Linked DNA regions of Mus musculus: region 2 is linked to region 1. A link is a contact called in public HiChIP or PLAC-seq data. All regions are on one chromosome and are shown on one strand. The core of a region is the stretch at or near the end of the contact, and the rest is flanking DNA. Distances in the headings are between cores, read along the strand shown.

Evidence for each region. HiChIP or PLAC-seq counts read pairs in DNA pulled down with a chosen protein or histone mark.
Region 2: an HNF4G HiChIP or PLAC-seq map of pancreatic cancer cells shows a contact between it and region 1. The contact joins two enhancer-like sites.

The regions. Positions count from the first base shown.
Region 1 is chr10:77,566,615-77,573,088 of GRCm38.p6, reverse strand. No RefSeq gene overlaps it. Among named protein-coding and RNA genes, the nearest start is that of Pttg1ip, 12 kb to the left of the region's middle. Within about 2 kb of position 2,843, at least 63 of the 459 cell types and tissues checked have an H3K27ac peak or open chromatin away from gene starts, as enhancers often do. A contact at or near this core is called in pancreatic cancer cells, where this site is marked.
Region 2 is chr10:77,212,242-77,219,195 of GRCm38.p6, reverse strand. All of the region lies in intron 1 of Gm35837 (a long non-coding RNA gene), which reads right to left. Among named protein-coding and RNA genes, the nearest start is that of Gm40704, 4.7 kb to the right of the region's middle. Within about 2 kb of position 3,430, at least 49 of the 459 cell types and tissues checked have an H3K27ac peak or open chromatin away from gene starts, as enhancers often do. A contact at or near this core is called in pancreatic cancer cells, where this site is marked.

The sequences.
Region 1 (6,474 bases), core at 1,594-4,093:
AAGAGAGACTTGAAAACCCACTTGCAGGATAAAACAAAACAAAGCAAAACAACAGTCGTCCTGAGCCTGGTGTAGAATGTCTAGGGAAGCTTGCATGTTTTTGTCCTAGCATCAAAGTCGGCATTCTGTTTTCATTTAAATCACCTGTGTGCACGCGCCCCAGCATGTGTGGCGGTCTGAGGACAACTTTCAGAAGTTGGTTTGCTCCTTCCACTGTGAGATCAAACCCAAGTCATCAAGCTTGATGGCGAGTGCTTTTACTCTCTGGGCAGTCCCACTGGCCCCACGGGGTACTAACTTAATGAGGGTAACAGGGGTGGGAGGGCGCTGATCTGCATTAGCTCATATGCAAGAAATGCTACCGGTATCAGCCTTACAAAATACAACCCAATCTCTGGACGCTTCACCTAGGCAGAAGCCGGAGAGATTGCTCTATGTCCCCAAACCGTGGCAGTGCAGGTGACATTGTCCAAAAAGGCAGGGCTCTGGCTAGGTAAACAAGAAGGATCATTATCAAGTGAAAGGAGCCTAAAGGTTTCGGTTTACAAGAAAAGCAGATCTCTCAAGGCAGTTTCAGTGATCAGAAACCACCCTCAATCCTCCAGTAACCTTCCTGCAAAGGTCGGCTACCCTCTAGCAAGAGGACCTAGTTCCCGATCATTCTGGACAGCCACAGCAGCTCAGACCCTCCCCCTGGTGGTATAGAAAATCTGCTTGCTTTCCCACCATCTTGTTCTCTTCTCTCTGCCAAGGTCCCCAAGATGTCAGTTTAAGCCCCACAAAGGAAGGAAGAAAAACCTTCCTCTCTGTCCACAGAGTGATCTAGGTTGTTAGTTTCTCTGTGCCACTCTGATAGTTAAGAATGATGTTTGTTCTTCCAGAGGACCAAGGTTTGGCTCCCAATACCTACATGGCAGCTCACAACCTTCTGTAACTTTCCAAGAGATCTGATGCCCTTTTCTGGCTTCCACAGGCAGACTCATGATGCATATACGTGCAGGCAAAACATCCATATTCTCTCTCTCTCTCTCTCTCTCTCTCTCTCTCTCTCTCTCGCTCTCTCTGTGTATGTGTGTGTGTGTGTGTGTTGAGATTTAGTATGTTGTTATGTACTGTAGTGCTAAATTCTGGCCCTGGATGCCTCAGGAATGAGGAGATCCTCAGGTACACAAGTGATGCTATGTAACCTTGCTTCTTAATTTAAAATGGTTGGTTAATTAAAGATGCTGACAGCCTTCAGCGGGGCAGAAGAGAAGTAGGTGGAGCTTCCGTTGCTGGGTGTGAGGTCTGAGGTAGAGACCCTGGAGGGAGAGCAGAGAAGATGCCCTGGGGTATGAGGGCTGGCCTGGCAGAACGTGGCAAGTGATATCTCGGGGTTATTGACAGGGAAGTAGACAAATAGCTTCTTAGAGGGTAGATATCCGCTCAGCTGTAGTGCTGTTAAGACTTATCATAAAGCCGGGTGTGGTGGCACATGCCTTTAATCCCAGCACTCGGGAGGTAGAGGCAGGCAGATTTCTGAGTTCGAGGCCAGCATGGTCTACAAAGTGAGTTCCCGCACAGCCCCAGGGCTATACAGAGAAACCCTGTCTTGACATCCTCCCCCCCCCCAAATGACTTATCATAAATATAAAGGTTTTGTGTCTTTTATTTGGGAATTGAATGATCAAAGGTGGGGTAGAAACCCCCATTATTTTTTTTACTACAACAGTGTGTGTGTGTTTCAAGACGGGGCTCCTCTGTATAGCACTATATAGTATAGTATAGTGTATATACTCTGTATAGTACTATCTAAAACTCACTCTGAAGATCAGGCTAGTCTCAAACTCAGAGATCTGCTTGCCTCTGCCTCCTGACTGTTGGGATTAAAAACGTGCACGAGAGAGAGAGAGAGAGAGAGAGAGAGAGAGAGAGAGAGAGAGAGAGAAAGGAAGGCCTGTCCTGAGGGAGATGGCTGAATGGAATGGGTGAGACTGTTTGCTGCGCAATCATGAAGAATTGAGTTCAAATCCCCAGACCCATGCATATCAAGCCAGCTGTGCAAGGCGGCAGTACGTTGGTGAGAAGAAGCACCAAACATATATCCCATACGCACATGTGCACACACATACACACATACACATGCACATATGAACATACACACACAGAGCCCACATTCCTGCTTTAGACACATGGCAGTGAAGAAGGAGAAGGGCACCTGATGTGACCACACATATGACATCCACAGGTACCTCTTTGGGTGTTCAAGAGCTTCCATCCCAGGAATGACTCACAACATAGCCTGTGGTCCAGAAAGCACAGGCAATAAAGATGAGAGAAACAATGACCTGGAAGTCAGAGGATGCTTGCTTTCCCAAGGAGATGGTTAAAGAACTCAAGAGACACCGGTGGTGGGGTGGTGGCGCACACCTTTAATTCCAGCACTTGGGAAGCAGAGGCAGATGGATCTCTGAGCTTGAGGCCAGACACAGAATGGTGTCAGCTCGGGCAGTGTGGTAGTTGCACCCAAAAGCCACAGTAAAGTCTCTCACAGCCCAGCCCAGCCACATGGTATGGCTGCTACAGCTCAGCAGGTAAGGGAATTCTAGGCCCACATGTCAGAATTTCTGATACCTGAGTCATCTGCTGGGGATTTTCAGTTCTATTTGGTAGTATCTGTGTGACTGGTCTTTCATCAATGTGAGGACATTCCTTGGTTAGCCACAGAATTCCATTCCTACTACAGCTTGAAAAGTGGAAATTGGGACCTGTCTCCTGGCACATTTTGTCACCAGGTGCTTCTCTACCCGGCAAGCAAGCTGGGTAGGGACTTTGAACTCCCGGAGGGGAGGTTACAAGGGGTGGGGCTGGGGTCCAAGGGAGATCCAGGTCAGCAGAGCTCTGGGGCAAGGGAGGGGCTGTGCCCTGGGACAAAACCCAATCGGCTGGCTGGATTAAGCAAGAATGAAGAACCTGTTTCTCTGGTATTCGGGATGGCCTTGATGGGGCTGTGAGGGGTTGTTTGCTTCACTGGTTTGGGACCTGGTTTACACTTGGGTCCTTTAGGGCTCAGGAATTCAGAAAACTTGGTTCTCATCACAATCCTTCTGGGAGCCAGGCATCCAACGATTCCTGAACCTATGTATTTAGAACTATTTATTTTTACTTTATTATTTATAGGTGTGTGTAGGGCAATGGGCTACACACAGACAGCCTGGTTTCCAGCTGAGCCTAGGTCTTGAACCCTGGTGGTACCCGAGGGGTGGTAATTCCCACCCACATGGGACGGAAGATGTTCGATCATGTCTCCTGGACCCCTGACTCCTGTCGAAGTTACCGCCCCCACAGCCCCCACAGGAGAGGCATGTGGCTTCTAGCACATAGACAAAGTCCCAAGTTTCTGGCATTCTGGCTAGACTCCGCCCCACAGTTACCTAGCAACAGCAAGATAGCCAAGCCCACTATAAGAGGGTCTGCTTGGCCCCTCCTCACTCTCTTAAGCTTTCACCTTTCTTACTCTCTAGCTCTCTTCCTCTCTTCCCCCTTCTCTCCACGTGGGCATGGCCAGTCTCTCCCTTTCTCTTTCTACCTTCTCTCCTGTCTCCCTGCCTTTCTACAATAAAGCTCTAAAACCATAGACTATCTCTGACCGTCAAGGCCTGCCGTGCTTAAACGATGGGTTAAGCTTTCTCCTGACAAGCCTTGTCTAACCTCTCCACAGAAGGCCTTCTTATGCTGCAGCCACAGACCAGACTAAGGACTCTCGCCTGCATGGGAATCACCCAGTGCCCCCCTCTCTCCCTCCCTTAAATCCTGGGCTAAGTGCTGCCCCAGGGCCCCTATTCTGTTCTCAGCTCCTCTGCCATATCTCAGCTGGAGGCTGAGAACCTGGTACCGGGGGCTGCCCCTTGTCCACCACCTGCCCTGTGGGGGTCAGTGGCTTGATACATTCAGATGCCCACTTGGGGCCGTGTGGAAAGCGTGCGTAGTCCTCCCACGTCTGCCTGCCCAGAGCACCGGAACTCTGCGGGACGCGGACACTTTCCTACTCCCCTCTTCCCCTCCACCCACGGTCCCACAGGTGTGCATGCTTTGTGAGAGTATGCATCAGTGTGGAGGTCATGCCAGGAATCAGAAGAGGGAGACAGATTCCTCCCCCGTCCCATCTCCCCCTTCAGCTGGAGTTGTGAGCCTCCTAATGTGCTGGTCCTCTGGTAGGGTAAAAGATACTCTCAGTCACTGAAACATCTCTGTACCTATACTTTCAACAAGATGGAAGATGTCACTTGTTCAAGGTGCTGGATATGGACCCAGGCTTAGAGTTTCACTTCAGTTAAGTCCAAAGTGGCCCCCAGGCTCCGCCCCATAGTTACCTGGCAACAGCCAGGTGTGCCTGACTCACTATAAAAGGGGCTGCTTGCCTCCTCCTCTCTCTCTTGCTCTTTTGCTCTTCTTGCTCTCTTCCTTTGCTCCTGTACCCTTATCCTCTTCCCACTCCCCTCCTCCTCTCTCTTCACGTGTTCATGGCCAGCCTCTACTCCACTCCTCTCCTCTCTCTCCTCTCCTCTCCTCTCCTCTCCTCTCCTCTCCTCTCCTCTCCTCTCCTCTCTCTCTCTCTCCCTCTCTCTCTCTCCTCTCTCTTTCTCTCCCTCCCTCCACCCTCCCATTCAGTCTCTACTACCCTCTCAACTCCCCTCCCCATGCCCTGAATAAACTCTATTCTGACTATACTATAGCTGGCTTCTCAGGGGGAAGAGATGCCTCCGCATGGGCCCAGGGAAGCACCCCTTCCCCCACACCATACCATAGCTCCTCCACCAAACTCCCCCTTCTTCTCCTTATCTTTGTATAAAACACAAAACAAAAGTCAGTGTTGATGACAATCTCCTAAACAGAAGGACTTTGGCTGGGTAAACTGAAGCCTAGATGTAGGTTTCTGTTTACCAGGAACCTTCCTTAAACCAACCCTTGGGCAAGGTCATCTAGTTCCGGGTCATTCCCACAGCCTGTAACAGCTCATAGATCCCCCACCCTGTTAACAAATGAAATATGTTTGCTTTTCTGCCAATGGGTTTCTCTCTGTCAGCCCCACCTCTACCCCAGATACCCTTTGCAAAAATTCCATCCCCACTAAACCTTTATTTCTCCCCATGGCATGGTAAGTGCTTTCACTGAGCTCTTGCTGACAACTTCCTCCCCGTGGCTCAGCCTACTGCCACTGTGCCATGTAGATGCTAGGGACCAAGCCCAGGTCTTCTGCAGGAGCATCAAGCATTCTTTTTTTTTTTTTTTTTTTTTTTTTGAGACAGAGTTTCTCTGTGTAGCCTTGGCTGTCATGGAACTCACTCTGTAACCAGGCTGGCCTTGAACTCAGAAATCCGCCTGCCTCTGCCTCCCAAGTGCTGGGATTAAAGGCGTGCACCACCATGCCTGCGCATCAAGCATTCTTAACTGCTGAACCATCTCTCTGGCCCCTACTTAATTTTCTTCTAATTTTTTGGATTAATAAGACAAAGTCAGATTCTTTTCCTGAATATAGAAGGGCATGGCTTCATTAAGAAGGATAAAAATTAATCTTTGGTGACTACTTCAAATACACTTATTTGGAAGTAAAGCATGTCTCAATTTGTTCTTTCTGCTCTAACAAAATACCTGAGGCTGGACCACTTATGTGTGACACAAACCCATTACCCACGGGTCTAGAATCAAGATACTAGGAGATTCGGTAACTGCTGAGGATTGGCTCATCTTGCAAGACAGCTCTCACAAGCTTCCTCAGGTCTAATTCTACCGTGAGATTTTGGTCCTTCTACTTCTCAAAGGCCCCACTCCCTTCCACTATTGCACTTTGTTATGAGTTCCACCACGTGAAGCAGAGAGAGACATCAGTATTCAAACAGCACCACAGGGTGAGTTCTCTGGCAAGAGGTGATAGTGTGGTACTCAAGGGTAGCCAGAGCAGGGAGGACCTCCCGGTAGAATCGGGGAACCAAAGACTGGCCGGCCACCCAGCCAACTACACTCGCAATGATGGCAAGGGAGTTGTTAAGCCCGTCAGAGGGGGATCGTTGCCTTGGCTGAGGTAGATCTCCCCCATAAGGAGTGAGTATTGTCCAGGAAATGTTCCAAAGCGTCTGGGAGTACAGGCTGACCGCTCGGGTGGGACTGGCCAGGGCTTTCCTTCTGCCATGGCAGGAAAAGCTTCTACCAGACGGTAGACAGCAGCAAGCTCTGCCAGCAGGTGGCGCTAGACAAGGGGCCCTGCAGCTGTGCCTTGGTCCTGACTCTAAAATAACTACCAAGCAGGCCTCCCCAGCGGACTGAGTTCTCTGAGTTCTGGGGATCTCCTTGAAGTCAGAGGAGATCGACTGTGTCATTCATTCTGCCTGAAATGCATCATTTGCTTTTTTGAGTGAATGGAATGTTTTTCATCAACAGTTTTCTCTGGACTTTGAACAATTATAGTCGTAAGAAAAGGGCAAAGTATCATTTTAC
Region 2 (6,954 bases), core at 2,181-4,680, 350 kb after region 1:
ATCAAGGCTGGCCAGCAAGTGAGCTTTTAGGATCCATCTGGCTTGGTCCCCCAGTACTGGGTGTACAGACAAATGCAACCATGCCTGGCTTTCTATGTGGGGACCAGGAATTTGAACCCTGCTTCTTGTGTCTGCCAAGCAAGCACCCTTCCCTATTGACTTACCTCTCCTCACAAAAGATTTTGAAGACTATAAAATATTTATTAAGGTTGGTGAAGGAAGACTTAAATAAATGAAGAGATGTGCATTTTCAGGCACTAAGGGGCAAATTACAAAAATCATAATTAAAAAAAAAGATCTGTAGGTCAACGAACATTCCCAGGATGCATTTGAGTGTGTACAGCATGGGAGGAGGGGCCAGCGATGTCACAGGAGTAAGGGGAGACTCACCACCAGATGCTAAGACAGTGCACAGCTACAGATACCAGGCAGGTGACAGCACTCAGCAGAGGTGTGTTGACCAATAGACACCACAGTCCAAGTGATTCAGAGAACCCCTGTGACGCTCATGAGAAGAGGGAAGGAGAAGACAGAAAGAGCCACACCGCATGTGGCACAGAACCAGGTCCCATTGTGATGGATGAACTGATGTGAAGGGAGAGACCATGACATATTCAGCAGGGAGCACAAGGACATCGAGTATCAAGAGCTGGGGGTCTCCTGGTCTCTTAGTTAGGGTTTTACTGCTATGAACAGTCACCATGACCGAGGCAACACTTATAAATGGCAGCATTTAATTGGGGCTGGCCTACAGGTTCAGAGGTTCAGTCCAGTATCATCAAAGCGGGTACATGGCAACATTCAAGCAGGCATGAGCTGAGAGTTCTACATCTTCATCTGAAGGCTGCAGGCCTTCCAGGCAGCTAGGATGATGGTCTTAAAGCCCACACAGTGACACATTTCCTCTAACAAAGCCACACCTACTTCAACAAGGCCATACCTCCAAATAGTGCCACTTCCTGGGCCGAGCATATCCAAACCATCACAGTTAGTAAACAGGACAGTGTCCTGTCCACATAAAACTGAGGCTCGGAAACGGGTGCTCCAGAGACCTCACTGTCAGGGGAGTGAGTGGCTTGTATATACCAGGAAGTTAGCTGGGACCTCAACTGATAGAGCAAAGATTAGTGGCATCCCCCAAATAGGTAAATGAATGTCAGCTTATCTAGACAATGGGATACTGTACCACAGTTATGATGAAGGTCCCTGGGATCGGTACAAGGCGTGGTGTAGGTGCTCCTGGGCAGATGTTGGGTGTGCTGGAGACTCACACAGTGCCACAGTGAGAAAGGTAGTATTAGTTCCTGGATTCATGGGCTCCATTCATGCTCCAAACCAGACCAGTTCAAAACCCTGCTGTGTGCGTGCTGCAATTCTGCTTTAGGGTTGACGCTTGGATAGAAGCACCTCATGATCCACCCATCAGCCTCCGGGCCCTGACCACGCCTCCCCCCATGTCCACAGCAGGGGTCAGGGCAGAGTGATGGAGACTTACAGTCCCCTACATTCCTCTACTGCTTCCATGGGTGTGTGTCCCCACAGCTCTTCAAGTCCCCTGAGCCTTAAGCCCAGAACCCTGTGACCAGCTTGTGAGGCCAGGGTAGGAATCCAAAAGCCTCTGGGCCAGAGCCTCAGCCCTGTGCTAGGAGGAGCACTGGACTCTGCCCTCAGCCGAGGGCCCAGTGGATCTCTACAAGGACGTCTGTCCACAGTTCACACTCCTGCCTTGTTATCTTGTTATTCCCAGTCATTCCCAGGAAGCAAGCTTCATGAAGCTGTCAGGAATGAACTCCACAGGCCGTGCTTCCCCCTCCATGCATCCATGCGTGTGTGTGTGGGGGGGTGGTGGTGTGTGTGGGTGTGTGTGTGTGCACTCACATACATATGATCCCAGAGGCCGTCCAGCTGCCAAGATTCCTCCATCTTCCCTAATGAGCCTCTTGGGAACTCGAGAGCCCAGGGAAAGAGACATGGTCAGCTTTGTTCTTCCAATGTTTCAGATAACCAGCTGTAGGCAAAGCTCTGGAGATCACTTCTGTTCATTTCTACACTACTCAAGGGTGTGGCTCCTGAACTTGAAAATACGTGTGTACGTACATACACATATCCACATGTACATACTACATACTCAGGCCAAACGGACACATACATGCACACACACACACACACACACACACACACACACACACAGAGTCTCGTCACATACACACATACAACATGCGCATTAATTGTAGCATGAACATATATGAGCTTGCACGTGTATACACATATGCATGTTTACGTGCATGCTATGTCTGTCCGTGGCATATGTCTTTACATACACACACACACACACAAGTGTGTGCATCTATCTAGACTCCTCAAGTGTTGGGCCCAGCTTGCTCCAGAACTCACTGTTTTTAGCAATGGCAAACGGGGACCCCTGCTAACCCCAGTCTGGCCTGAGGCTTCCATCACACCTCCTGAGCTCCCCAAGGAGACGCTAGGCTAGAGTTCCCCTGACCCAGATCCTGGGGACAAGGAGGCTGCCCAAGCCTCTTCTCAGGTCCTAGAGAAGCCTGGACAGGCTTTTATTCCTCAGTCCTGTCTAATCTGTAGAGATATCAGGCTAGGATAATTTGCCTGGTGATGAATTAGTAGATAACTGCTCCAAAATGACATGGAATTTAAGGGAAGGCTCTTATCTGATGTGGAGACACCAAGAAGCAGGCTGGGAAGCCGAAGCCCTTGGAGCCTAGGATCACAGTAGACCAGGAAATGAACCAGGGCCTAGAAAGAGAGGAGACCCACTCCTCCCAAGTTCTGACTTGGTGGCTCTGGGGTGGTGGCACTTCACGTTCAGAGCCCAACATGAGAAGAAGCACTTGTTCAGGACAGGCAATAGACACAAAAGCCAGGACTCTGCAAAGAGAAGACCCAGGAGAGGCCAGCAAGGAGCCTCAGGACCCCTGAGGTCCAGCAGGGATGGGAGCACCATAGAGATCCATGAAAGTGCTGGATGCTAAGTGGCCAGAGTGTGTCAGAGTGCATCAGTGTGTGCCAGCCTGTGAGTACCTACCGAGCTGTCCATGCCTCGCAGGCAGGTCTAAGGTGGATACCTCTATCTGCTTCCCTGCAAGTTCTAAGTGAGAGGCCCTTGTTCAAGAAGTGTATCTGTCTATGTGTGGCCCTAATAGGTGGGTCTCCCAGAGCCTTAACCTACGCCCACAGATTCTGGGCAAAGAGAGGCCTGGGTGATTGGAATATTCACCCTTCCTGTGGGGCAGAGGGCTTATCTGCCCCTCCCAGGACCACTTCCTTCCTCCCACACAGATAATGCATGGAGCCTGTTCCTGGAAAGTCTGACAGCGCAGCCTCAACCTGACCTCTTTCCATACATTAGGAGGCTGCACACCCTGCTGAGTGCTGGCACCTGGGACCTACTTCCTGCCCCAGGCTGGCTGGAGTCCATGGGCTAGCCCCAAGAGCAGCCATTTGTGCTCAGACTGTGCCACAGCCCGGAGCCCTTTCTCCAACTCAGCTCCAGCTGCTGGGGAGCTACAGGCCTGCGGGCTGAGATGCTGGGATGTCAGGGCCTGATCAAAGCAGGCTGTGTGGAGGGTGCTTGAGAGATGAAAAGCCAGAGGTCTGTGCCTCAAGGGGCTTCACAGAGGAAGGACTTCTCTCAGCCCAGCTGCAGATGGGACAACTGGTCCTCTTTCGGAGGATGTGGCAATATGTATTGGTCGGTTACTGAAGTCCCTGCCTGAGTCTTTGCCATCACAGTCTTAGGATACTCAGAGCCTCCACTTCACTAGGGGGCTGACACGACCCTGATGCCTGAATTAGGTGTTAACAGAGGAGAAAACAAGAGGCAACCCAGCACCTGAACACGAACACAAAATGCTTCATAAAGTGTAAGAGAACAGGAACATAGGAAAGACCCCAGGAGTCGCTCAGCTCAAGAATGCCAGCTTCATTAACTACTGAAAAAGAATATAATTCACAATGGTGGCAAAATTATACACATATTATATGATTATATATAGATGTGCTTGTATATATGACTATATACCTGTGCTTATCTAGAATATATATAATTTATGGCTTGGGGGGATCACCACAACATGAGGAACTCTGTTAAAGAGTCACAGCATTAGGAAGGTTGCGGACCACTGCCCTAGGGAGAGGGATAAAGACAATGGACCCAAGTGCAAAGCATTGTCAAGGAACAGTGAGGTTCAGAATGGCCCCTTTTTGTTTCTGTAACTTTAATTTTCCTTTTCGTTTTAAGTTATTTTAAAACAAAGCAGTAGCGGGGGCCGGGTGTGGTAGGTTGAATAAGAAACAACCATTTCCTTCTAAGGGAAGTAGCCACATGTTCACAATCACAGCAAAGAGGCCCTGAGACCAAGTTCATGGAGGGAGCTGTTTGCCGGCAGTGTGCTGAGGCTGCATATTTTCAAAGCTGACCTTAGCTCCCTCTCGTGAAGAAGGGGGGCCAGGGCTCTCTTCCTAATCAGATGTTCTTTATGACGCAGAATTTTTGGCTTTTGGCTTTTGGTCTTTCTGTTAATGATGCTTTCTGGATGACCACTCGGGTGCCTCAGCGCACACCATTTCTCTTTCTTCTTATGGTGACTGTCACTGACACTTGTCACATATTACTCAGGAGACCTAGAGCCCCCACAATAAGCTTTGTCTGGGCACTAGAGGTCTGATTCACAAGCCAGCAGACAGAAGCCTGTCACAAACAGAAGGCATGCTGGGTATAACAGGGTACTATGGTGTCTGAGCCTTCAACCTGGGGTGTCAACACACCTGGGTAGGGAAGTGTGAAAAGAGACCTGTTTCAGATAGACAGAGAAGATAGCCAAGGACATCCTTTCTTTAGATCCCAGGACTCTCATAGAGACCTATGGAACCTGAGATTCCTGTTGTACTGGTTACATTTACGTTAACCTGACACAAGCTAGAGTCATCACAGAAGAAGAAGCCTTAGTTAAGAAAATGCCCCCATAAGATCCAGCTGTAGGCAAGCCTGTAGGACATTTTCTTAGTTAGTGCTTGATGGGAGAGGGCTCAGCCCATTGTGGAAGGAGCCATCCCTGGGCTGGTGGTCCTGGGTTCTATAAGAAGTAGGCTGAGCAAACCACGGGGAGCAAGCCAGTAAGCAGCACTCTTCCACAGCCTCTGCATGAGTTGCTGCCTCCAGGTTCCTGCCCTCCGTGAGTTCCTGTCCAGACTTCCATCAGTGATGAACTGTTATATGGAACCCTGAGTGAAATAATCCTTTCTTCCCCAAGTTACTTTGGGGATTGGTTTTTCAACACAGCCGTAGTAACCCTAAGGTACCGGGATCCTGGGGTATTGCGGTCACAGACCTGACTGTGTTGTTTTGGGGATGATCATGGAAGGGGTTTGGTGAACTTTGGTCCAGAAAAGTCACTGAGGGTTCAAAGTATGCTGAGCTCTTCTGTGGAGCTTGGGAGATAAGAATGTGGAGAGCAGGGCAGGCGACGGAGGCCTGCCTGGCTTGAGAAGTTCTGAAGGACAGTTTGAGAGCCACTTAATGACTCTCTTGAGGACATGTGCTATTTTGAGTTGAGAATCTTTGGTTCTGGTTAGTTGGGGGCTGAAAAATCTGCTGATTAATGAGACCAGAACCAATAAAACCTTTGTTTTACTGGAATAGTCCATGCTGGTCTGCTGGAACAAAAACAAACAAACAAATAAAAAATTAGCGGTAATTAAGAGACCAGTGTGGGAATGGAGTTGAACCCATGTTCAGTTCCTAGCATCTGGCAGCTCACTACTCTCTGTAACAGCAGTTCCAGGGGATCGGACACCCTCACACAGAACAGGCAGACATGCAGGCCAAACACCAGTGCACATAAAAGAAAAAGCAATCATTTACAAAGAGAAGAGGAGACCAACATCACCAACTGGGACCCCACAGTTCAAGATCTGCCCATGGTCCCTATCTTCCTGGTAGACAGAATTCCTCTTGTGAAGAGACGGGGCATCTGTGTGCTCAGGCAAGTTTGTCCCTACCTGTCCCCAGCAAAGGCCAAGTCAGAATATTTATTCTGAGCCTTCTGCCACAGAGGACTCCAAGGAGCTACAGCCAGTGTTCATGAGACCAAGTGTTAGGACAATACCATGTGCAGCTTTTGTGTGTGTGTTGGCGGGGGGGGTCGGGTCTGGTCCTGCCTCCCTGCACCTCACTGACTTTTAGTGTCCTGGTTACCCTAGAGGAATTTGACCAAGAAGGCTCAGTGCAGGTCACATGATAGTCACCCAGGTCATACTGAGAAGTTCTTGTTGCCAGCACTCTGACTGCAAGGACACCCTTGGTGAGACTTAGAAGGTCCGGGAAAGAGGTGAACGAGGCTTGGGAGTCTTTTCTCTGCCTTGGCCTCTCCATGAGACCGCAGCCCTACAGAATTCAGGTTGTGGATCACAGGTGCCTCTCTAAGAGCTTCCCTGCATATGTGATTTGACAGAAAGCACAGCACTGGCATCTATAATCATCACCACCAACTGTCCCTCACCTTAGAATCTCCCCTTGGCCCCTTACTGGGGCCCAAGCAGAGCTGAGTCTTACTCCTTTAGTAGTGTGTGGGAGTGTGTGTGTGTGTGTTGAGACTGGTTGCCATGGAAACCCCAAGCCACTGCCCCGCTGAGGGATGGATGCATTCCTAACATCTCTGTTGGTCAGAGTGGGAGACCCCTGAATGTTCCTGGCCCCAGAACCCAGCCAGGCTCTTTTGGCTTCTTGAGACTAAGGGGACAGTGAAAAGGTATTGACTCCTTTAGCTTTGAAGATGGAACCAGGGTTAGGTGGCAACCTCCTCACTGGTCCTTGGTTCCACACCCCAAGATGCCTGGCCCTCCGTGTGTCTTCTTCATAGCTGCTCCCAATACTTAGGACTTCTGCTTGCAGCCCCACTCAATGGCAATGCCTTATAGAAG